Linked DNA regions of Mus musculus: regions 1, 3, 4, 5 and 6 are each linked to region 2. Evidence: chromatin contacts called from public HiCAR-type and promoter capture Hi-C data. All regions are on one chromosome and are shown on one strand. The core of a region is the stretch at or near the end of the contact, and the rest is flanking DNA. Distances in the headings are between cores, read along the strand shown.

Evidence for each region. Promoter capture Hi-C pulls out the DNA fragments that hold promoters and counts their contacts. HiCAR-type assays count read pairs that join an accessible place to other places.
Region 1: a contact with region 2 is called in a HiCAR-type map of astrocytes, with 2.6 times the contacts expected there. The contact joins the promoter of Ccdc88a here to the promoter of Bod1 in region 2. A contact is called at or near these places in 1 of 39 promoter capture datasets (pre-B cells) and 1 of 115 datasets of contacts at active chromatin or transcription factors (astrocytes).
Region 3: a contact with region 2 is called in a promoter capture Hi-C map of liver, with 5 times the contacts expected there. The contact joins the promoter of Mtif2 here to the promoter of Bod1 in region 2. A contact is called at or near these places in 2 of 39 promoter capture datasets (liver and pre-B cells) and 1 of 115 datasets of contacts at active chromatin or transcription factors (large pre-B cells).
Region 4: a promoter capture Hi-C map of liver shows a contact between it and region 2, with 2.8 times the contacts expected there. The contact joins the promoter of Clhc1 here to the promoter of Bod1 in region 2. A contact is called at or near these places in 2 of 39 promoter capture datasets (liver and pre-B cells), 2 of 115 datasets of contacts at active chromatin or transcription factors (differentiating embryonic stem cells and large pre-B cells) and 1 of 9 other capture datasets (adipose tissue).
Region 5: a contact with region 2 is called in a promoter capture Hi-C map of pre-B cells, with 6 times the contacts expected there. The contact joins the promoter of Cfap36 here to the promoter of Bod1 in region 2. A contact is called at or near these places in 3 of 39 promoter capture datasets (frontonasal cranial neural crest, liver and pre-B cells), 1 of 484 Hi-C or Micro-C datasets (pre-B cells) and 1 of 9 other capture datasets (liver).
Region 6: a contact with region 2 is called in a promoter capture Hi-C map of pre-B cells, with 5 times the contacts expected there. The contact joins the promoter of Pnpt1 here to the promoter of Bod1 in region 2. A contact is called at or near these places in 2 of 39 promoter capture datasets (liver and pre-B cells).

The regions. Positions count from the first base shown.
Region 1 is chr11:29,371,560-29,375,513 of GRCm38.p6, reverse strand. It overlaps Ccdc88a (coiled coil domain containing 88A), which reads right to left and starts at 1,856. Exons shown (of 31, transcript NM_001363368.1): 1 at 1,104-1,856; 2 at 907-1,007. The coding sequence starts at 1,166.
Region 2 is chr11:31,669,357-31,673,656 of GRCm38.p6, reverse strand. It overlaps Bod1 (biorientation of chromosomes in cell division 1), which reads left to right and starts at 1,795. Exons shown (of 4, transcript NM_001024919.1): 1 at 1,795-2,156; 2 at 4,289-4,300. The coding sequence starts at 1,956.
Region 3 is chr11:29,523,859-29,527,824 of GRCm38.p6, reverse strand. It overlaps Mtif2 (mitochondrial translational initiation factor 2), which reads right to left and starts at 1,428. Exons shown (of 14, transcript NM_133767.3): 1 at 982-1,428.
Region 4 is chr11:29,546,416-29,550,719 of GRCm38.p6, reverse strand. It overlaps Clhc1 (clathrin heavy chain linker domain containing 1), which reads right to left and starts at 2,770. Exons shown (of 12, transcript NM_028504.1): 1 at 2,580-2,770. Rps27a (ribosomal protein S27A) reads left to right here and starts at 2,680. Exons shown (of 6, transcript NM_024277.2): 1 at 2,680-2,879; 2 at 2,975-3,039; 3 at 3,460-3,514; 4 at 3,932-4,017; 5 at 4,298-4,304. The coding sequence starts at 2,992.
Region 5 is chr11:29,245,093-29,249,067 of GRCm38.p6, reverse strand. Cfap36 (cilia and flagella associated protein 36) reads left to right here and starts at 1,796. Exons shown (of 10, transcript NM_025740.3): 1 at 1,796-2,053; 2 at 3,918-3,975. The coding sequence starts at 1,939.
Region 6 is chr11:29,129,212-29,133,646 of GRCm38.p6, reverse strand. Pnpt1 (polyribonucleotide nucleotidyltransferase 1) reads right to left here and starts at 2,903. Exons shown (of 28, transcript NM_027869.2): 1 at 2,729-2,903; 2 at 742-802. The coding sequence starts at 2,889.

The DNA.
Region 1 (3,954 bases), core at 607-3,106, 2.3 Mb after region 2:
CATTTATACTGAATTAATTTCTCACATATATAAAAGAAGTATCTTCAAGTCAAAAAGTACAAGATTCTTGTAATGATACTGGACTGAGAAAGAAGTCTAAATCTTCAGCAACTGATAACCACTTTAGTACTCACAATGAATCTGCACTACAATACCGTAACAATAAAATGGAGTCATTTGTATTACTCTGATCTAAGTACTGATATGCTTTCAATATTCAATTTCTAGCTCAAAAACCCCATTCCTACTTAACAGATGCTCAGTATTACAAACAAAAGATTTAACTAATTAACCCAGCTCTCAAGACTTCAGTTATTTATAAACCTCAAAATACCTTTAAACAATTCCTCAAATATTAAACAATTTAATAATTCATCAATAACACAATAAGCCATCTAATCAAACTTGGATATTTAAATTGTTTGCTACAAAGTCTTCCTGACCAATTGTAATGTTAACTGAATTTTTCACTTCTGAAACATATTAGTTCACCACTTTCCATTTTTGAACCACTTATTCTTATACTAAAAAGGTTAATAAATATCTTTCCACATATATAACTTCAGTTAAGTCTTTTCCCTGTGGTAGACAAGATTTCTCTATCTCCGTCATTTTACCAAATGACCAAAGATGACACAATGTAGTTTGAATTTCAGCAGTCAAGACAATAAATGACAAAACAGAATTGGCAAAGTCACGGATAAAGTTTACCAATTTTAACAGGTATAACTATTTGGTTGTGATAAATGGGGCAGGCACATAAGAATACCGCTCCTTCCAAGATCCAATTAAACTACCTGATTTTTTTTTTTCTGGCCAAAGAACCAAATTAAGTCGTGAAATCTAAGTTCAAAGTATGTAATGTTTCAAAGAATATAAGTTACCAAGAAAGAAGAAGACACTTACATTTGGAGCATGACCTGGTTCAAGAATACCCCATCCACTAAAGCCACATACTCATCCAGGTTAGTCCCATTTCCTGCAGCCAGAGGTCCAAACGTTTTAACCTAGAACAGAAGGATTATCACGACGTGAACGCCCACCTCCATCTCTGCAGCCACAAATAACACGGCCAAATATACCATAAAGGACATCTTCCTTACCCAAGTGACCAAGGGGCTGGTCATGAACTGCTCCAGAAGGGGAGTGAAGATTTCGTTCTCCATTTTACAGATTATATATTCAGGAGGGGGCGGGGGGAGGAAGTACCACAAATACGCCCAGGGAATTGGTCAGTAAATGTAGAAGACGGAATCAATGAAAGTTCATTCCGGCAGGAGAGGAAAATCCCATCGAAGAAGGGGAAGAGCTGTCCCTCCTTAGCCCCCCCGGGGAAACGAGCCCGAATCCCGCGCTGAGCCGCAGCCGATGCTGGCAGTCTGCACCCGGTGAGGAGGGGCAGAAAAAAGGCATCTGGAGGAGGAGGACGCGGAGAGCGGCCGGGGCACGAGACAAAAAGCCCGTCAAGGTTGCCCCGCTCCCGGGGGGAGCCGGCCAGCGCAGCGGCCGCCAAGAACTCAAGCCCAACGTGGGGGCCGAGGGGGCCGGGCTGGACCTGGGCGAGCGGTTCTGGGCGTTCCGGCCGCCAGTGGGCACGGGCGCCGAGAGCTGGGAGCGTCTGCCCGCAACCTCACAGCCTCAGGCGCGGCTCGCCCCTCTCCAGGCGCTCAGCATCCCTCCGCGGCCTCGCGCTCGCTTCAGCGCCCTGGCCTTGGCCGGGGTCCGGAGCACCGAGGCGTGTCCCTGACCGTCCGGCTGCAGGAGCCCCGCCAGCCTCCGTGTGCCTCAGCGACGCCCGGACGCTCCGCTGCCGCGCTCCAGCCTCCTCCGCCGCCCTCTGGAGGAGCTAGGGTAACGGCCTCGGAACCGCAGTGCCGCAGCACACCCGCCGCCGGCCTGGCGGGCGAGCGCGCCACTCCCTCCGCGCCAGTATCCTTCCGCCGACTCCCCGCCCTCCCGCGCCTCTACCTCTGGATTGTGGGAGAAGAAAACCGCTGCAAGAGCGCGCTCCCGCGTGAGCGCGCCCCCGGCCGGCCCGCCGCCGCCCAGATTCTGGCGGAGCGTGGACGCGCGGACGATGCAGCTGCGGCGGGGGCCCGCGTCGAGTCCGCGCCCCGGACGGATGCCAGGGTGTAGGGGGCGAGACTGAGGAACCGGGCAAGACTGAGGAACCGGGTCTGTCTGCTTGCTCGCTCATGTCTAATTATGGTTTCTTTCCTCCTGGAGCGCCTTCTTTCATGTGTGAAGGAAAAGGAACGAAACCCATCTTTTTTTTAAACACGAGGGGTGCAGACATCCTCTTTCGGACACTTTGATTTGCTCTGTTAAACATGCTTTCTCGCCCCCTAAAAGGCCTAGGAAAGCTGCAGCAAGAAGCAAAAGCACATCTTGGGGGGATGGAGGTTGTTTTTGTTTTCCCGTCTTTTCATATATATATGAAATATTTATAGATATAATATATATTTATATAATTTATATATTATATATATATGAAATATTTATAAGAGTCGAGAATAACCAAAGCTGCCTTTCAACATGGGATTTCCTGACTGGAGTTTCCATGATGCAGGCATTATTTTTTGACTTCTTGGTCACTGGGAAAAAAAATCCAAATTGAGAGCCACAAGAGAAAATATTTAGAAATCATCCAAGTTGTGTGACAAACATTTGTTAAAAATCATTTATCTTATGTACTAGAGGGCCCATCAAAATATGACAGTTCCACAGCAAATTAAATGTTATTCTTCCTCATACCCATAGCATGTCCAGGATAAGATGGAATAGAAAACATCTTTTTCCAAACACAATATGGTATTGTGATATTACAATGCATTTTATGTTTGCACAGTGCTTACAAGTACCTATCCTCTTTGACTACTCATATGTTTAATGATATCTATTTTTGTATGTTTTATTTTTCATTGATTGTATGAATTTTTGCCTTGGATGTATGTTTCTTCCCCACTTATGTGCCTGGTTCCTGTGGAGGTCAGAAGAGGGCACTAGGTTCCCTGGAACAGAGGTTAGAGGCAGCCATGAGCCACTGGATGCCAGGAATCAAACCCTGGTCCTCTGCACCAGCAACCAGAGCTCATAACCACTGAGTCATCTCTCCATCTCTCATAATTTAAGGTAACAGTAAACATGTTTTATCATATACTAAATTAAACACCACAATTTCTTCAGGATTTCTTTTGTTTGTTTGTTTGTCTGTTTGCTTGTTTTCAAGACAAGGTTTCTCTGTGTAGCTGTCCTGGAACTTACTTGTAGACCAGGCTGGCCTCGAACTCAGAAATCTGCCTGCCTCTTCCTCTGCCTTCCAAGTGCTGGGATTTAAGATGTGCACCACCACGCCCAGCAAAAGTTTGTTTGCGTCCAACGTGGGGCACGAACCTTCAGGATTTCTGATAGCAAGACTCACTAGCTGTGTGAACCTAGACACATTACTGAGCCCCTCTCTTCCCATGTAAAGCAAGAAAAAACAATAAAGACCCATGAGATGGCAGTTCATTGCAAATGATCTGCTACTGCAAGCAGTAGCATTGTGGTCATTATTCCCCGGAATTCTAATCTTTATAAACAACTTGGAACACTACAGCCTCTACTTGAGTTCAGTTGCAGGAGAAAAAAAAAATGCCTTGCTTCTGGAGTATCTGCAAACGAAAGGCCTTCTAAAATCATCATACTTCGGATTATACTGAATCCATGTAGTACAGAGCATAGCCTCGAATTTTCCTGGCCTATGCAGAAATCCTGAGTCATCCTGGTTATAAACAGTCTTTTTCTTTTGCTCTTGCTGACTCTTCCTTAATCACAGTTCTTTGATTAGCAAGTGGGGTATAGAGGGAGAGGTGACGCCCATATGAAAGCATGGCTTTTAGGAGCTCCAATACCTGACATTTTTCCTTTTCTTTGTAATCTCTCAGAAATCTGACAACATGAAAGTACCCATAA
Region 2 (4,300 bases), core at 546-3,045:
GCCTACTGTGCATCTTCCCCGGAGCCAAGGGCACTGTAAATGTTATCCACATCTTTTTCAGTTGTCATGGGTGACGAGGAGGAACCACAGCAGATGTAGTTCTGAGAGCTGGGGAAGTTGATGAGTTGATGATCAGCCAAGAAACAAAGAGGACAGAAGCACCTAAGAAATCAAAACTGTCCAGGCATGGTGGCACACACCTTTTAGCCCAGCACTTGGGAGGCAGAAGCAGGCGGATCTCTGTGAGTTCAAGACCAGCCTAGTCTACAAAGCGAGTTCTAAGACTGCCAGGGTAGTTAAACAGAGAAACCCTGTCTTGAAAAAAAAAATCAAATATGATCTCTCCTATAAAATATATAAAATTTGTGTTTAGAAGAAGAAATTAAGTTTTTTTTTCCTCCCTCACTTTGTAAGACCTGCAAATGTTAGAATCCCGTGGACATTTTTTATTTACACAAAGGAATTTGATGGCCTTTTCTCCTTGGTGCAGTGACCTCTTTCCCCTTCCTCCTCTACTTCTTATGCACAAATTCTTTTCAGATAACTGAGTAAGATTGTTATGTTGGACCCTAGCCAACTGAGAAAAGACAGGATTCACCTTCCTCAGAATAAAAACCAAATGCACTTCCTGTCTAGGTGTGTTCCCTCCCCTGCCCTTTCCTGCCCCAGCAAGCCTCTTGATCAAGTAAAGTTTGCCTCATCCAGACACTTAGCTGAAATGATGGTCTCTCTTAGCAATCCAAACTTTTTTTTCTAATAGGGGCAACAGTGGGGAATTCAGTGCAGACTTGTGGGTGTAAAAGCTAGGGTATTTTACTTGTTGTAAAATGACAGCTAGCTATCAGGACCGTGGATATGTTAGGTTAAACACTGGACCACAGCACCTACTATACTTCATCTAGGTATATATATGACCACGGTAATTATTTCTGTTCTTCTATTTCTGCATCTGCACAAAGAAATAGTAGTGCCAGCTTTCAGGTAGTTGTGAACGTATTTAAAGAGTGCAGCACTATTACATCTAATTCATTCTACTTACTGGATCTACTATTAGTAATGCTGACAATATTTAATGCTAAGGCGAAAATCCACACATGCAAAAAAGACTTAACAGCAGTTTTTATTTTCTTCTTGTTATTTTACGAGTTCGTAAAATGAATCTGCATTGCTATTAATCAGGCAGAAGGGTACAAACTTTTGAACAGAAGTTTGATTAGTAGGCAGGTTAGAGAGCTTGAGAGGGTATAGGCACTTGCCACTGAGCTGGAGGATACGTGTTCGATCCCACCACTTACATCACAGGAGAGACCAGTGTGTCCCAAGTAGTCCTCTGACCTCCACATATGTGCTGTCGCACGCTCCACCGCCCCTCCCTGCCACACAAAAAGTAAAAATTAATTTTGTCAAAACAATAAGATTAACCCATTGTTAACCAAATCTCCCAGATCACATTATTTAAGGGGATCGTGGGAATGGAGCGACTGTCAAAAGCACAGGCTGCCAGGCATAAATACAGAGCTGCTGAATCACAGTCGTTAAAGGATACACTCGTAATCTTTTAATCAGTTCTGCAGGTGACCCGGAGGTCTGATTTGGGAGGGCTGCCGTGACTGGGTAGGTTCTGAGCCTACAATGCCCAAGCTGTCCCGCAAACTAGCGCGAGCGAGCCAACAGCCTGCCGGGAGTTGTAGTTTCTAACGGCCAGACACGGGCTATAAGAACATAGGTGATGGCTCCAGGAAACCAACCGTCCCACAATGCAAAGGCCGTCGGTGACGCCATTAGACGAGCGCCGGCAGCGCGGCGAGCGGGGAGCGCCTTGGTCCCCGCCGCCTCCCACCCTGCCGCCTCCGTCGCCGCCGCCTCCGTGGGCCCCTCCGTGTCTGCGCAGCTCTGCCCGCGGCTCCCGGAGGAGCAGCGGAGCGCGGGGCCCGGCGCGGGCGCGGGGTGCGGCCATGGCGGACGGTGCGGGAGCAGGCGCGGCGGGCCAGGCTTCGGGACCGTCCGGGGGCTCGAGTGGGGCCGGCGGCCCTGTCAATCCCGCTTCGCTGCCTCCGGGAGACCCGCAGCTCATCGCTCTCATAGTGGAGCAGCTCAAGAGCCGTGGGCTGTTTGACAGCTTCCGCCGGGACTGCCTGGCCGACGTGGACACTAAGGTACCTGAGCCTCGGGGGACCAAGGGGGGCGGACCATCCAGTTGCTTTGACGTGCCAGAGCCCGGAGTAAAACAAAAGGCACCTCGAGAGCCTGGCAGGGACGCGCTGCTCGGGGCACTACCGGTATCTTCTGAGTGGTGCACACCCGACACCGGAGCCCTTACCAGCTGTGATTTTTAAATCAATCAATCAATCAATCTATCTATCTATCTATCTATCTATCTATCTATCTATCTATCTATCTATCTATCTATCTATCTATCTATCTATCTATCTATCTATCTATCTATCTATCTATCTATCTATCTATCTATCTATCTATCTATCTATCTTCTGAGTGGTGCACACCCGACACTGGAGCCCTTACCAGCTGTGATTTTTAAATCAATCAATCAATCAATCTATCTATCTATCTATCTATCTATCTATCTATCTATCTATCTATTCATTTATTTATTTATTTATAGTTCTTTCGCTTTTCTGAACTTGAGGATTCTTTAATGGCTGCACACGTATACCCACTCCATACCCAAGAAACTTGTGTTTTACAACCCATGGGAAAGGTAGAGTACTTTAGAAGCTCCACCCGTTCCCTTGTTCACCTGGGAGGTGATTTTTAGCACTGGCTGGATGGGACTGCACGTTAATAGTCCCTTTCCCCAGCTGAATCATTTGCAGACTTGTTTGAGGTCAAATTGGGATAAGCTGTCGAATCAGCACCTTCTTTTTTTCCATTTAACTAATTGAAATGGAGTTAATGGCTATGTTAGATCCAGTGCCAAAGGCCAGTCTACCGTTAAACAAAATGCTAATTCACCTCATTTGGAAACTTTGGAATGTGTGTCACGGGGCAGGTATATAGTAGCCAGAACATTTCCTTTCCCATTACAAAACTTGCTTGCCAAGATTAAGGTGTGGAGCTAGGAGCCTCTTTGCTGACTGAGAGGGCTCCCCAGGGTAGTGGTTGCTCCTCATGCTGTCAGGGCTGTGAGTCACCAAGCAAGCTGGTCTAGTAGGCCTTAGCTGGGGCTCAGCTGTCAGCTACAGGCTGCTGGGGCCTGTCCTACGGCTTTGATGTGCGGTAAGGTCTTCCCTACATAGACATGTCTTAGGCCACAATCTGCACAGGTAGGCCATCCTTCCTGCTTCCATGTTCTCGTAGAGCGACCAGAGCCATGCAGACACTGACATGCCATTCACCAAGGATCGGGTGAAGAGGTACTATCTGCCTCCAGTTGGAGAGAAGGTCAGGGGCTCAGAACATTCCTTGTACTCACGAGGTAGTTTCCTAGTCTTGTTCTTAAGCTCTGAGGAAGAGGATTTAGACTAAGTGCCTCAGGCTCCTTTGAGGGTCACAGCTTTCCTGGAAACGCTTCACAGAACTCCCTTGGTTGTAGCTGTAGGGACTCTTGCTGAGGCTTGGGTGGCTGTTTCATTTGGAGGGGCCTTTCCTTGGTATACTGCCATGAACAGTCACTGTGAGTCAAGCAGACAGGAGTGTTTGCATTTTAGGGATGGAAATTACTGACACTCAGAAATCAGGTGACTTGTAAGAAGTCAGTGCTCGGCCTCAAACCCTGTTCCTTCCAGAAGCAGCTTGCATCTGTCCTTGGCCACATGGAGATAGAGGGCACCTTTGTTTCCTCTTTTAAGCCTGAAAGTCTAATGTAAAAAAATGAGGGCAGCATAGTACTAATAGGGTTTCCGCTCGTGGAGTTTCTTTAGAAGTAGATTGGCTTAAGGGCTGGAGCAAGAGCTCAGAGGTTAGGACTGTTCTTCCAGAGGTCCTGAGTTCAATTTCCAGCAACCACATGGTAGCTCATAATGAGATCTGGTGCCCTCTTCTGGCCTGCAGGCATACACACACTCTATACTTAATACACATAATAAATAATTTTTTTTAAGTAGATTGACATATATAGGCAGTGCCCTGCACTGTGCCCAGCCACTACAAGACAGGCACCCTGCTGGCTGTTGCCTCATGGCCGCTGTACTGCAGGTGAACGCTGAGGTTGGGTGGGAGTGTGTTTAAAGGAGAAGATGTGTTTCTCTGAAAAGCAGTTTCCTGAATGGCTCAGTGCCAGGACATTGGCACACACACTAACACGGTCTCTTCTGAATGAATGTCTTAGCCAGCTTACCAG
Region 3 (3,966 bases), core at 179-2,678, 2.1 Mb after region 2:
CAGTAAAGTAGTAGAGAAAGGACCTGATGCAGTAACAAAAGGCCTTGACTTGACACCTCTTACAGACCAGTCACTCTTGTCCTATGAGTCTCATTTTCCTGAGTTCTGAAAAAAGAAAGAAGTGTTTCTTTGTAGCCTTTCTATAACAAGGTTACAAAGAAAAAAATGAGATGATAAATGTATTGTTTCTCACTGATGACTTACTTTCTCTGAAGATTCACAACATGAATGTTACAAACATTCACAAGCCACCATCTCCCTCATTTATAGATAATTCTGAGGCTTTGTGGGTGTTTAATAGTTAGTATTTTACCTTAAAAGACTCATTCAAGAAGGAAAGGATCAAAAGAAATTCTGACTTCATTCCAAGTAAATGAACTAAGATTTAGAAATTCAAGCCAGGCCTGCTGGCACAGGCAACTCTAGGCAAAGGCTGGAGGATGCCAAGTTCAAAGCCAGTCTTCAGTCTTAGCTACATAGGGAGCTCAAGGCCAGGCTAGGTATATCAGGGAAACCACCTTTCAAAAGAAAATGCAAAAGATAAGAGAAGAAAGAGGAGGAGGAGGAAGGAGATGGAGTGAAGGGGCAGGGAGACAGAGAAGAAAGAGAGAATGCATTGCTTTAATCATGCAAGGGAGTAAAAGGAAGTGCTCAGAAAGCATAGGATTCCTTAAACCTTTTTTTTTTTTTTTTTTTTTTTTTTTAAGACAGGGTCTCACTATGTAGCCTTGGCTGTCCTGGAACTCACTATGTAGACCAAGAGGGACTCGAACTTATAGATCCACCTGCCTCTGCCTCCCAAGCGCTGGGATTAAAGATGTGCACTACTATGCCCATCTTACTTAAATCATTTTTAAATGAGCTGTGAAGCAGATTTGACAAGGGCACAGAACAATGAAACGAGACTCTATGAGACAAACCAACACAGAGATATATAATCGAGAAATCAGACACATCAGAATAATAACCCAAATCTCAAACCTGGGAAGAAATCTTGGTTGTTAAATATCCCAACGCCTCTCACTTTACAGAGGACAGTGGACTCAAGAAGGGGTCATTACTACTTCCATAAGGTTAGCGGCAACCGAGAACTCAGGCTGACAATTCCCATAGCGGAGAGGGCGTGCGAATGCTGCAAAAGCGTAGCTGCATTAACGGAAATGTCTGAATAGACCAGTAAGAGGATTTGGAAAGGAAAAAAAAAATCGTTGTGAAAAATCAAACACCGCCGCTGCCACGCGGGCCTCTGGGGAGCGCACCTGAGCGCTCGTGGACTCCGAAGCCGCGGCAAGTGACACTGGCACTCGCGACCACCCTAGCGCAGAGACCCCACTCACTCAACTCCCAGGCGAGGTCGCCCTCCGGACCCAGGAGAATTGTGGGTCATTCAGTCCGTCCCTTCCGTGAGGTCCCCGTCGTGCTTCCGGTACCGCCGGAAGCAGCTTCCCCATGGAATTCTGGGTTGTCTGTGGCTGGTGGAGGCCGGCTATGGCTGGTCCTGTAACCTGCAGCTTCGGCTGCTGGCCTGCAGTGGGGACCGGGTGCTCTGCAGTTCCCTCCCTTCTCCAGGAAGAACACGTACTTCAAACTTGCGTGTATCTAGCTGGAAGGAAGCGGCGCAAGGTGGCCCTAGAAAGCTCTAACGGGGTGGGCAGGGTAGGTAGTGGAGCTAGGGTTCTCCGGCTGCTGGCCCAGCCCGTTCACAGTGTGAACTTAGAGGTGTGTTGTCAACTCTGTGCCTCGACTTTATCTGTTGTATGGAATCACGGTACGGACTTCATAAGATCGTGGGAAGGTTTCAGTGACTTGTTGAGAGTACGAGTCAAGTAAACGTTTTTCGTTATGATTTTGGTTGTTTTTCTTCACTTTGGAGTTTTTCCGGTCTCCTCTTTGGCCACAGCCATCATCATCTCTTGAGGGTAACTCGTTTACACCTAGCACTACCACAGATTAAGGGAATAGCATAGAAAAGTTTCTTATCCCAAAGCACGCTTTACCATTATCTCTCATTGTCTACCCTAAACTCAGGTCCCTCAGTCCACTCATTTTCTTTAAAAAATTTTTGTCTTTTTTATTTGTATACACACACTGAATTCAGGAACTCAGGCTTGAAATAAGCTCCTTTATTCACGTAGCCATCTCATTACCCTTACCCCTTTCCATCACAAAGATTCAGTCAGTATTAATGACTATAGAGACTCCTGAAAACCTTTTTTATCTGAATCTCCATTAAGCCCACACTTGAAAATGACCCAAGTTCATAAACATGTATTGAAGTTCACTTTCTGTAAGCAGTTCTTTGCTCTCACTTGCTTTGGCAAGCATTGAGAAACCAGCTAAAATAATGTGTGGCCTACTAAAATTTACATCCAACCACCTGTTCATTTGCTTGCACCTGGACATTCCCTTTACCTCTACAACCTCAACCACATGGCCTTTTTTGCAGTTCAAACTCTGTCATCATCATTCCATCCGACCTCCGGCCTGGGTGCATTGTCTTTTCCTCAGACACTTTTTCTGTTAGTTTTCAGCTTCTGCTTCTCAGGCCTCTTTGAAAGTCCTTAACTCGGCTTTAACCCTTTCAACGTCTGTAGCCATTCTGTAGCCTGTAGTGTAGTTCTAATAGAATCACTGTATCTCTGGGCAAACATCAGAAGGAATAGTTGTTTTCTAGAAGTACTTGGACCTTGAAGAAATCATTGTAGAAAACTGTTTGGGTTCAGGAATCGCCACACAAACCATAGGAATAATAAGCAGGAATAGTTTATTGAATGCACATCCTAATACTGGTCAGACCAGAGACAGCTCAGAATTATCTCAACTATGACAATGGATATCCTTTCCTATTAACTTATAAAGGAAAAAAACCACAACGAGTTCATACACAGGTGCAGGAAATGCTGACTACTGGGCAACTCAGACTCAAGATATTTTAGACATAACAGTTCATATTGACCTTTAACCTCATGGATCCTACATGAAATTTTGTGGAATTTCTTAAGATTAATAAACCTCAGAACATAACCTAACAGATGCAGTCAGCATGATCCTGTTCTGAGTCAAATTATTTTTCTATGTCAATAACTGGCAGGCATATTACAGCCTCAATATAAAATAGTTTGTGAGCATGGAACAAAATGACTACAGCTATGCTGGGAGTGGTTGGGGGAAGTCAGACCATAACAAAAACAATGATTGTTTTATCTGTGGAGTTGTTTTTCTGCCTTTGAATGACTTTGGTTACAAGCTAGTCCTGGCAAACCTGGAGCCAATTTATTGGGTACTGGTAACAGTGTATAATAAGGACTACATTTGCAGGAGGGATGATGTTTTCCTTCAGAAAACATATAGATTAGATAAGGGGTGTTAAAACAAAATCCTAATCGTTCACTTTTACCAAATGAAGACTCAGAATCCAGATGCTGGGGTAAAAGCCTATATTAGCTCAGAAAGGCAGAGAAAGAACTCAGAAGGCCTTCTTCCTCAACTGACATCTCAGAAGGAAAAAGCCAGTTCTTCTCCACACTGTCTTAAACACCCTTCTAACTGAATGTCCCCTCTTTCTACTTCTTCTTTTTTAATTAATTTATTTATTTTTGTTTTTTCTGAGTCAGGGTTTCTCTGTGTAGCTGGCTCTCCTGGAACTCACTCTGTAGACCAGGCTGGCCTTGAACTCAGAAATCTGCCTGCCTCTGCTTCCCAAGTGCTGGGATTAAAGGCATGCGCCACCACTGTCCGGCTCAGTAATTACTTTCAAAGAATGTATAAAGTATACTTTTGTAAGAAAGTATGTATTGAGCCAGACATGGTGGTAAACACCTTTAATCCCAGCACTTGGGCATGCAGATCTGCGTGCATCTAGGACTACATATTAAGACCTTGTCTCAAAACACCCATAGAAGGAGTTACAGAGACAAAATTTGGAGCTGTGACAAAAGGATGGATCATCTAGTGATTGCCATATGC
Region 4 (4,304 bases), core at 1,521-4,020, 2.1 Mb after region 2:
GGGACACACCTTTTTTTTAAATTTTTTTTGGGACACATCTTTAATCTTAGCACTTGGGAGGCAGAAACAGTTGGATCTTTATGAGTTCAAGGCCAATTTGGTCTACATAGTAAAATCCAGACCAGCTAGGGCTACACAGTTAGATTCTGTGTCAAAAAACAATGTTTATTTATTTATTCTAAAGAGCTCTAATGATAGTATTGCATAGTTTTTCATGGCATGAGATTCCATTAATTATTTAATCATCCCAATTAGTTATTGAACTTTTACTACTATAAATAATGATGTGTTGAATAAGTGTTTCAGTTAACTTTATGATATATTGGCAATATAGCTATATAACCAGTTATCTAAACTAATGTATTGAGCTTCAAATACCACAGACATGAATCAGGACACCAGTCTCCATAGTGGTGCATGTCTTTAATCCCATCACTTGAGAGGGAAACAGCTGATCGTCTGTGGGTTCAAGGCCAAGTTGGTCTACATAGTGAGATCCTGGCTAGCCAAGACTACATAGTACGGTCCTGTCTCAAATAAATAAATAAACTAAAAATAAAAAAAAAATAAGGGAGACACCACAATAATTTTGATGAGTTGGATAACAAAAAGTCAAGAGGACATAATTTACAAGAGGACATAAAGTAGTCTGAGCAAAGCCATAAGCAATGTATGCTTAAAGTGCCAATTTTACAAAAACAATCACTTAGTGTCTGTGTGTGGGCACATGCTTGTCACGGTACACACATAGAGGTCAGAGGACAATTTATGGAAGCCCGTTCCTCTTCCTCCTCCATGGAGGTTCCAGCAACTGGATCAGCAGTCTTGGCAGCAAGTGCATTAGCTCTTGGAGCCATATCACTGCCCTAAAGTGTTCTCAAATATAAAATCAATTTGTTTTACTCATTAGTTCAATCACTATTGGATGTCTATTTAATATTTTACTGCTAGAGATTCAGCAATAAGTAAAATAAGGTCCTGGCTCCTTGGAGCTTAAAATTTGGTAAGACACAGATGATGTAATTGCAAATAGTCAAAGACAGGGGAAGGGCACAGTCACTGGGGCACACATCGGAGTAGTAGTGGCAGAAACCCAAGTTCCTCCTTTGGTGTCCTATTAATATCCTTTTAGGGGCTTTTATTCTGACAAAGCTATCTTTTTATGTTATGCCCTTGTTCCTACTTGAAGCAACACATTTTATTCTCTGTAGTGTTGGATATCAATTCTAGGGCCTCACACATGCTCAGATAACCTTTAACCCCAAAGTAAAATATTTGAATGATGTGGAATAACACCATCACTTTTTGCTTTTCTGTTTATGTTCACATTCGTGTGGGTACATGTGTGGAGACAGGAGGATCACGTTATATTGAGTGTGTGTGTGGGTCTTCTTAATCAGTCTACCTTTTATTTTTAAATTTTTATTGCACTTCGTTAGTTCGGGGGTAGGGAGCGCTGTGAAAGTCTGAGGGCAACTTGCTAGAGTTGGTTTTCTCCACCAATTGAATCTCAAGGTTGATCAGATCTAGAGCAGATGTAAATTTTCTTTACTGATGGAGCCATCTGGAAGCCCCATCTTATTTTAAGAAATATGTATGTCATGTGTGGGTGTAGGGTCGTCGGCCCCCATCTCTCATTGAACCTGCTGGCCAATGAGGTCCAGGGAGTCTCCTGTCTCTGCTGGCCTACCATGTCACAGACTCCACCAAGCACACCAACCTTTTTAAAAAGTGGGTGCTTGAGTTCCAACCCAGGGTTCTGCATATCGAATATTAGCTACTGTGTCATCTCCTAGCCCTACATTTTTACTTTTCAAAATGTGTAATTTGGAGGCAGCAGAGCTAGTATATTAAAATGAGGAAAGAGCAAACAGAGATTATTAGGGAGTTACGGATCCTCGTTGTAAGAAAACGGAGCACGCCTACGCTTACGGATAGGGTGAAAAGACATTGAGAGGGTGCATTAGAAAGGGCACTGGGTTTGTGAGGTGGAGAAGGGACTGAGAGAAGGCACCAGCTTTTAACAGCTTCAAGTTTCCCCGAGGGCACATGCTCCTATTTTCTCCAGGATGGACACGCTCCACATTTAAACTTATAGTCGAAAACTAAACATTCTGCAGATTTTCTTATCGTATGTTTTTTAAAACGTGAAAAGATGAAAATTCCAATACATTTAACCGTTTCATACTAGGGAGGCGCGTGACGCTCAAAAGCTTCTTCCGATCGGATGAAGGGTAGCGGAAGGGACTACCGGGAGGGGCAGAAACCTGCACTTAGAAAGACTTCGACTATACCTTAGATGTGGCTAGCTCACTACGGTGTGACAGACACCTTCAGCCCCCAAATGCCTTTCTAGCCCTTAAGCCTTCCCTCCGGGGCATTTCCAGAGAGTCCCCACCCACGCGCAAATCATAGTGCCTCATCCCCTGAGTCCTCACCTGACTCTCTCCTAACCCTCACTCCACAGCTTAGACAGTGTAATCAGGTATCCGGGAAGTGTGGAAATGCATCCTGGGACAAGTAGTTCTAACAAGAAGAAAGCAGTGTAAAACTACAATTCCCAGATAGACTTGTTTTACCTCTCTCTTATGTTTCACAAGCCCCCTTTAAAGGAAAGCCTCTCTTAATCGCATCGGCTGTATAAGAAAGCCTTTTGAGGCATTTTTTTTAGTTGAGCACATCATTTCGAGGCCATTCTGAGGTAAACCGAGAAAAGAGCGTAAAGAAACCGAGCGAACGAGCAAATCTGGCACTGCGTTAGACAGCCGCGATTCCGCTGCAGCGCGCAGGCACGTGTGTGGCCGCCTAAGGGGCGGGTCCTTCGGCCAGGAGACCCCGTCGGCCACGCTCGGATCTTCCTTTCCGATCCGCCATCGTGGGTGAGTGTATGCTCTGTGGCCGCGCTCTGGCTAGTGGCGCTACGCGTCGCTCTCACGGGTGTCGTCGGATCTAATCCGTCTCTTTTCGAATGCAGGTGGAGCCGCCGCCACGATGCAGATCTTTGTGAAGACCCTTACGGGGAAAACCATCACGCTCGAGGTACGGGCCACCTTGCCGTTGAGGAAGCCAAGGCCTGACTGAGGCCCTTAGTGTTTGAGGGCGGGTTTCTGAGTTTTGAGTTGTGAAACTTGGCTTTGAGCTGAGATTATGGTGCTTAGCAAAAACAACGTTTGGTTTTCGGTGTGGTACGGTTTAGCCTGCTTTATCCCGAGTGGCGAAATGTAGGGTAGGTGATGGGAGACGCTTTTCTCCGGGCAGACGCGTTCCTGTGCTTCCCCCGCCGTCGCTCGCCCTGGTATGGGGACTAATTTGGATTGTAGCACTCTGGGTAGTTTGCACGCGGTGTCATCTTAATTGATTACCTTTAGCTCACCTCCTCCTTGCTCGTTTTGTATAAAGCTAGCAGTTAATGACTTACTATGTAACCGTATATTAACTACATATATCAAAACTTGGCAGGTTGAACCCTCGGACACTATAGAAAATGTAAAGGCCAAGATCCAGGATAAGGAAGGCAAGTAAAGTTTGTCACTAGAAAAATGACTGGCTTGTGTGACCTAGACACGTTTGTTCTTAAGGTAGAAAACAGATTAATAAATTTAGATGCTTTTGAAAGTAAAATATTCCTGACATTAGTGTCAGGCTATCTGATTAACTGGAAACTCTGCAGGACAAATCTTTTAAAAGTTAATCTAGAACTGTTTACTGAGTCACAAAGACGATAAAATGCTCAGGCTGGGCAATGGCCCAGTCCACACTTTAATCTCAACACTAAGGAGGTAGAGGCAGCCTGGTTACAGAGAAAGTTCCAGGGCTTTTACTCTTGGAAAAAGTTGCATCTAAGTCTGTGACCACTGTTAGCAATCATTTGATTCACAACAATGGGGAATGTACCTTGTTCTATTAAGCCCAGTATTTTTTCCTCTAATAGGAATTCCTCCTGATCAGCAGAGGCTGATCTTTGCTGGTAAGCAGCTGGAAGATGGCCGGACTTTGTCTGACTACAACATTCAAAAGGTTTGTTTGAGGGAAAACATGCAGAAAAAGGGATGATATTGAATCCACTAACACTTGCTGAGCACTGTAGCTGTTCCATGATTTTAAAATATGCGATGGTTGGTTGACCCTTTTTGTAGAGAGCAGTCTCCTGTAGCTCAGGGCCAACTTGAACTGGATTCCTGAGCCTCCTTAAAATTCCTAGTGCTGGAGTGACAGGCCCAACACCACCCAACTTTTTGACAGGCTGGAGTTAGACTTGTTGATGCTACAGTGCTGCTGTTTCATCTTCCACTAACAGGAGTCCA
Region 5 (3,975 bases), core at 547-3,046, 2.4 Mb after region 2:
CTGGACAAAGGGGGCAGTGCTTATATAGGATTTCTGAAGGGCAGAACTTCTCATGGCAGAGATTTCCAGTGTGAGAATTGGTGGAATTTCAAGTCTTGAATATGGGGTGGCTCAGGAATTGGTGGCTCTTTTTTTCACCCCATTTTCCTTTCATCGGGCCCATGGGTTAGGGTGAGAAGTCCTTCCTGGATGTAGCTGGCTTTACCTGAGGCTCCATCTCTGTGGGGCTGTTTGTGTGTGTGTGTGTGTGTGTGTGTGTGTGTGTGTGTGTGTGGTGTGTGTGGTGTGTGTGTGTGTGTGTGTGGGGGGGGCTAGAGAGGAGGTGCTGCCACGGTGGACAGCTTCTGCAGTGGTGCTTCATGAAAGCTGTAGGCTGAGGCATGAAAAGTGTGGCCATTATGAACAGCTCCTGAGGGGCAGCTCCCGATGAGGTGAGAAAAGCAGTGTGCCACTGTGGACCACTCTTACGGCTCTTATGATGGCTGTAGGCTGAGATGTTGTGATACCGCCATTTTGGACAGCTCCTGAGGAGCCATAGGCTGGGCAGCAAGGAGGGGCCTGGAGCCCCTTTGATGACTTTTGTGGCTCAGCAGCTTTTGTGGTCCTCAGAGACTTCAATGATGAGACAGGTGACAAGACAAATCCCCACAGAAATGACCTTTTCGTCCATAAGGAAATTCTTGGACAGAAGACAAGATTAACTAGCTAACATACTAATTGCTGACTTGAGAGCTGGGTCCTCTATCAACAGCTTTAGTATATATTGAAATAGTTCTCAACCTGTGGGCCACGGATCAGAAATCCTGCACACCAGATTTACAACAGTTGTAAAGTTACAATATGGAGTAGCAATGCAATAATTCTATGGTTGGGTGTCACCACAATACGAGAAACTGTATTAAAAGGCTGCAGCATTAGGAAGGTTGAGAACCACTGAAACGTTGAGATCTTCAGGGTCCTCTGCCTCTAATACCCCTTTAGTTCCTCCTGAGCTTTCCATGAACATTTGCTGTATGTAGCTCCTGCCCTCAACCAGACCTGGTACTGTGCTGTCGGCCCAACACACAGTCACCTCTGGTTCTCACTGAGTCCTCCACTTCCACTTTCATGAAACTGAAGTTGTAGAGTCTGCTCCTCCAGCTCCTCACCACTCTCATTATATAGCCTTGGTGGGCCTGGGACTCTCAGGTCTGTCTGCCTGTGGCTATCAGGAGTATTGGGATTAAAGGTGTAGGCCACCACATCTAGTTATAAGATTCTTGGGAGTCCTCTGGCTCTTAAGTAGGAAGAGAGCAACCTTGATACTTTCTAAATACTGTCTATGAAAGCCTAATTAAATGGAGATTAACTGATTTTATACTTGTCCTAATTTTAGTTGTTGTTAACTAAGCTTAGACCCATCCTTAGACAGCAAGCAAACGGCTTGCAGAATCAATCAGTAAACCTCACAGAGCATATTTCTCTCAATTTTGTTTTCAAGGGCCAGGGGGTCTGAAGACCGCTAGGGATGAGGTGGGAGGAGGTCCTCAGGGAAGCCACGCCTTCAGCACGCCATTTTGAGACGGGCCGCGCGCACACGGGAGCGCGAACGCCGTCTCTAAGCGCAGTAGCCAATGCCCGCGCGTCTGCTCTCAGCCTAGCAACTACGGGCCAATGAGTGGAGGGCTATCGTTTGCCCCGTTCTCTTCTAGCCAATAGGAAACGTTCCTAATCCAGCCCCCCCCCTCCAGGAGCTCAGGACTCAGGCCTCACTTCCGGGCTGCTGCGTACGTTGTCATAGCGACCATTTTACGTTAACTGGTTTGTGGTGTCTAACCTGGGGGCCCGGCGATTGCGGGGACCTTGCTGCCCGCATTCTCCGTCGCTTCCTGCGGCCGAAAGGCCAGACAGGGCTGGGGGAATCCGGCCTAGGCGTCCGCGTCGCCGGGTGCGAGCGGGATGGCTGCGGAAGAAGAGGACGAAGTGGAATGGGTGGTGGAGAGCATCGCTGGGTTCCTGCGGGGCCCGGATTGGTCTATCCCCATCTTGGACTTTGTGGAGCAGAAATGCGAAGGTAAGAACCAGACTGTGAACAAGCCAAATATTACTGTCTCTGCCTGCCGGGCCTAGGACAGTTTTGTAGAAGGAATTACGTACATCCCTTCCCGAGTGGCTCGTTTGTTTGCAGACGTGAAATTGCTCACCAAGACTTTTCACCCACTCTGCCCGAGCGCCTGTCCTGAAGACATTAGACTTTAATCCCATGTTCGGCCTGTCACTTCACCCCGTATCTTTCTACCCCGCGCAAGTGGACTGTTTGGGTAACCAGCATCTTCCTCAGTTATTTGGGGAAAACGTCGTTTTTCTTCGAGTTCCTTCTGACCCCTGAGATGTCGCCCTGTGGACTCAGCCTATGAAATGACAAATTCACTCTGGCCATTTTATCTGCAAAGGGGGGCATTCGATTACTCCGGCAGGACCAAAGCAGGCGATGGGGAGGAAGAGCTTTCTAACAAACGAGATATACAAATGTGGCATTCTTTTGAAGGACCAGCATCAGTGCTTTCTGATCGGTTCATATCACGCTCATATCCGAGTTCATAAGACGAATTGGACTCTGTTCATAGAGAAGCAATCACAAACGATGTCCTATCCAACCTTTATCTTGGTTTTTTTTTTTTTTTTTTTTTTGCCTAGGCAATACTTGGAGGGTAGCAATATATATCGTCTGAACTTGTGTCTTAGGTTAGGGGGACAGACTTTTTGTAAAGATCGGTGCAATAGAGCTGGGGTGAGTGAATACTGACTCACAGCTGCAGAGAACACATTTCAGTGAAGGGAATCTTTTATACACTTTTCTAGGATGAGGTGGCCTGCTTGAAAAGTTAATGGGTTCCCAGGCATTTGAAGTATCTGCATACACTCGACAGTGACTGTACTGCAATGCAGCTTGTTTGAGATTCAGCTAACAGAGGGTTCTTATCCTGAATTGTCTTGCAAGACTTCTCTCAAACCCAAAATTCTATGAATCTAGTAAAGAAAGAATGTTGTTTGATCACTGAACCTTTTATTTTATTCTAACTGTTAAAGTTCAAACACGAGTTAAGTGTTTTGGTAGGCAGCTTTTATGAAGGATCAGAAAGCAAAGCAATTGACTTGTGTTCCTGTAGAATTTAGAGTGCTGTTAAAAGGTTGATGAATCATGGGGATAGCCTGGCCTCCTGCAAGAGGGATTATGTCTCCCACTGATTTTCATGTATTTTTGAGACTAAATCCTTAATAGAAATTGTGTGGGGTATGGTATGCCTTCTATCCATCCACAGGTGTCAAGAGTGGCTACATCTCGGTAGTAACAGCTGATTGTGCATTTTTACAGAGAAGCAAAGCTAGGGCTTACAAACACACCACAATGATGTAGTTTTAGAACTGAAAAGAATTAGTATTTGTATTGAATGCATGAGAAGTGTCACAGAGACCAAATGCAATGTAAAAAGAATTGAAGTCAGAACACTTGGAATAACTTTATACCTCACTGATGTGGGGCTGCCAATGTGCTGTTCTCTGCCTCAGAATGCTTAACGATTAGTTTGGACAGCTCTGTGATATTAACCTTTCAGTATTCACTGAGTTATCTTAGAGCAGACACTGGGGATAGATATGCTATCCTTAAAAAGTTTACAGTCTACCATAGAAGGTGCACAAGTAAAGAGTAAAATATAAAGTGTCAAGTGCAGGTACATAAATGTTAAAAATAAAGGCACTGAGAAGATGGCTTAGGGGCAAGAGTGTTGGTAAACTTGATGAGTTGAGTCAACCCACAACCCACATGGTGGAAGGGGAGAGAGAACAGGTGCCTGCAAGGACATTTATAAGATTTCTATATTTGTACTTAATTAAATGATTTGTTCTTTTACACTGTTTTATTATTATAAATCTAGTTTTTGATGATGAAGAAGAAAGCAAATTAACCTACACAGAAATCCATCAAGAATACAA
Region 6 (4,435 bases), core at 1,654-4,153, 2.5 Mb after region 2:
TCAATCTCACAGAGATCTACTTACTTCTACCAATAGAGGTCCAGGGCACTGGGTTTAAATTCTTGCACCAGCAAGCCTGGTTCAACAAAAGACCTCTTATTTCATATGACCACAACTAGTCCAATTCTGATCCTTTCTATCTGACCAAGGTCAGTATTAGAATATTCACTGATGTTTTCACATGAAGAAATGGCTAACAGCTTAGTCACATCAATGGACTGAATCATATTTTTTACTCTTTAAGAAGAAATTTAGACTATAAAGAAAAATTTCCAAGGATTACAATGAAAAAAAATAGCGAGAATGCTTTTTCTAGAAAGGCATAATGAATTTTATTAACAGACTCCAATACTGCCCACAGTTTAGAAGAGAACTTAAGGGTATTTAATATACACAACACTGACTTTGATGGCTTAGTGTGGTTCTGACACTAGAAATACCCTTAGTAGGGGTTGAGGAGATGGCTCAGAGGTTAAGAGCACTGACTGCTCTTCCAGAGGTCCTGAGTTCAAATCCCAGCAACCACATGGTGGCTTACAACCATCTGTAATGGGATCTGATGCCCTCTTCTGATGTGTCTGAAGAGAGTGACAGTGTACTTGCATACATAAATGAATAAATCTTTAAAAAAAAAAAAAGACCCTTAGTAGTGTCTGAACTAGTTCCCAATACCACAATGATTACTTATGATGCTACAAAGATACCCAGCCACTATGATTAAAGCAAAAACTGGTTTCCTACCTGTATCACAGCACAGCCATCAGCAAATCTTGCCAGTTTCCCAGAGGATATTTCTAATTTTCTGTTTAAAAGGAAAAATGTAATACAAGATACCAGTACAAGTCTTTGCTAAGTAAAAATAATTGGAGAATCGAGGGGAAAAAAAGAATGAAATGCTCCCAATTGTCAGAGAAAAAAAGAGTAAGTAGGAGTTGTGACCATCAAAAGCACAAGAGATTTAAGCGCAGCTTAAAGACAATGAGAACCAAGGCAAAAGATGCATCTGGAGAAGGAAGTATGGTAGGGAGAAAACGGAATTCCTAACTATTAACTCCCATCTTATGACTCAGCTCAGTCTCTTATCGTCCCTTGCTTTGTTGGCTGTATTAACCCAACACACAAACTGTTCTCTTCCCTATTAAAATAATTTTAAAATTTCTCTATTACTTTATGGAAAAAAATACAAACTTTTGAATATTGACTACAAAGACTTTCATGTTCTGATATATAACAGTGTTTTGTACGCTAAGTTAAAAATAATAAAGACTATCTTCTGATAAATAACATTTTGAATGCTTAAAAACTTAACAAAGATGTTGAGATGGTCACATACTTCATATAAAAATAAAAACTCAAAATAGACTCATATGTCCATCCATCTTGACCCAGTTCTGACCCTCAATCTTTAGCTGAGCTCTACCCTCTGGCTTGGCCCTATGGGCCTCCAGCTGCTCTCCAAATGGGACTACCAGCTGTAGTCTCTCAGTATGTGTCTTAGCTCTTTGCCTCTAGTCTAATAAGTCTTTCAAATCTTTGAACTATGCAGCATCTTTAATATGCACAGAAATATATAGAAATACACAAATATTATTAGTGTACAAAGTATAATGTGCAATCAGAGAGTTGGTATTAGTTAGCAATTGATGGTGGAATAAAAGCATGTTTGTCAACAACCAGATTATATCAAAGGAAATTTGAACGACCTGACAAATTGCGATATCAGAACTGAAACAGTATGTTATTCAATGAATTCTAATAATGCAGAAAGTCAGAAAGATTTTGGGGGGTAGGGAGTACATGTAATTTTGATTGTTCCAAGAAAGCTATTAAGTTTATGGTGTTTACATGTAATTTTGATTGTTCCAAGAAAGCTATTAAGTTTATGGTGTTTTGTTGTTGTTGTTTACTTTGTCTCATAACAATTTACTTTTCAATATTATATTGTATAAAATACCTCCAAATACATAGTGGACCCATAGCATAGCTAGCCTCTGGGGTTTGGAAGTAGGCATTTGGGAATAAATGGAAGAGTTCTGAAGTTTCTATATGCCAAACCATGTGAGTGAATGCCTACCTAAATACTCTATGAACATAAACAAGAAGATTGATAGAATGAACAAGCAGAACACAGTGATGGGAAGAGTAATCGGATGCCAAGGGAGGACACGGGGCAGCGGCCTGCCACAAAAAGTAGAGCTTTAGGGAAAAGCTTTAAAAAAACCTATTATTTAAAATATCCACATATACACCCCCGCCGTGTGTCTTGTTAACTGAGAAATTTGCCTTTTTGACCTTTTGTTGGATGGTAACTGTACTTTCACTACAGGTTTAACAGGACTATGTGCATCTTATAACTGGCATTCATCTCCGGCTCACACCGGCCATCAGTGGACCTGGGGCACGGAACGATAACGCATTACCTAGGGTTTCCTACTTCAGAGCTCGAGGTCTCGGAAAATAGAGAAAGGATGTCTGGGGCACAGGCAATAGGACTCAGGAAGTTCACCGCAGGGCTAGGAGGAAGATGAAGAGGCAAAAGGCAGCGGCCAGCTTGGGAAAGGGAGACAGACTTTAAATCCGGAAAAAGGAAATCTCGACCTTAGGTTTGGAGTAGAGAACTTAAGAGACTTAGGCTGCTTGATTCCTACCCTGGGGGGGATTTGACTTCTGGGGCTGAATGGACAAGACAGACGCCGCGTGAAAACCGCGAACTCACACCGTTTCTCACCTGTGTCCCAGGTCTACAGTCACCGCTCTGGATCCGGTGCTGCTCCACAACGCTCGCATCTGCAAATAGCTGAGTGCCCGATTCCGCCCGGGCCGGCCGAGGGGGCCGCAGCCCAGCGGTCGGAGGCACGGGCACAAGCAGCACAGCCTGCAGGCCGCCATGACACCCAGAGCGTGGAAGGCCTGGGCAGCGCCTCATTGGCCAGCACTCCTGTGGGCGGAGTCGGACGCAGTTTCGTTTCCGTGGAGCCTGCAAACTGCCGGGAAAGCAATCCTTGCAGGCTTTCTGTAATTGCCAGAGTCAAACCACCAGAATGCGTTTCTTTCAGTCAGCTTTTATTCCCCCACCCTTATCGGTGAAAAATAAGTACTACCTTAAAAAAAATGTATAGATTTAAAGAAAGCCCTTTAATACTTCCCGCGCCGTGTGTGTGTGTGTGTGTGTGTGTGTGTGTGTGTGTGTGTGTGCGCGCGCGCGCTAGTGTTATCACGGTTTGAAAGAAAGTCTTAGAACAATGTGTTTAATAAATGTAACAGTAAATAAATACTGAACAACTCACGATTATTTGGTTCTTACCTAAAGATCTAGGTTTGTGTCTATGGAAGGCCACCTGTAATTCCAACGTTCAGAGGCTGAGAATGAATCCATGAATCATCCTGGCTTGTTAGACTTGCCTGAGGGCTCCAGGTTCAGCAAGGGACCCTACCTCAAAAAATAAGTAGAGCGCTATCAAGCAAGACACCGTACTTTAACCTCTGGCTTCCACACATTCTTAACGTACACACACACACACACACACACACACACATATATATATATATATATATATATATACACACACGCGCACGCGCACACAGGCACACACGCCCAGTCACCTGCACACACTGGTGTATCCACACACATGCAAACTCGCACACACTTAGACACAAACATAACAAAGCAAAGCAAAACAAAACAAAACAAAAAACAAGAAAAAACTTTTTTTTTTGAGAACCCCTTGAATAATTTACCATTCATTCAGTTGTAAGTTTTGGAGAGGTATATTAAAATGGGAAGGAGTCTATGTTTCCTAATGTCACTCTAAAATAATTAGAATAGTAGTAATTTTGAGTCATAAATCAAAAGGAAATAAAAGCATTGATGTTATTCGACGCGTTCTCACGACCGGCCAGGAAGAACACCACAGACCAGAATCTTCTGCGGCAAAGCTTTATTCTTACATCTTCAGGAAAAGAGAGCAAGAAGCAAGAGAGAGAGAAAACGAAAACCCCGTCCCTCTTAAGGAGCATTCTCCTTCGCCTCGGACGTGTCACTCCTTGATTGGCTGCAGCCCATCGGCCGAGTTGACGTCACGGGGAAGGCAGAGCACAAGTAGTCATAAGATACCCTTGGCACATGCGCAGATTATTTGTTTACCACTTAGAACACAGGATGTCAGCGCCATCTTGTAACGGCGAATGTGGGGGCGGCTCCCAACATCTCCCCCTTTTTCTTTTAATAAGAGCAAATAGGCCACCCATATTAATGAGAGTGGAGATAGAGGTCAAATCCCCAGTGTGTAGGTAAAGGAGCCATGTACAGGATTAGCTCTTAGGCTTACAGGCTTTTACCCAGAGCAACCCTGACCTGCTCCCGTGTCGTTTTGCCTGGGGGAAGGGAACTAGGACACTGAACCTTCATGAAAGATGACATGTCTCCCTAGAATAG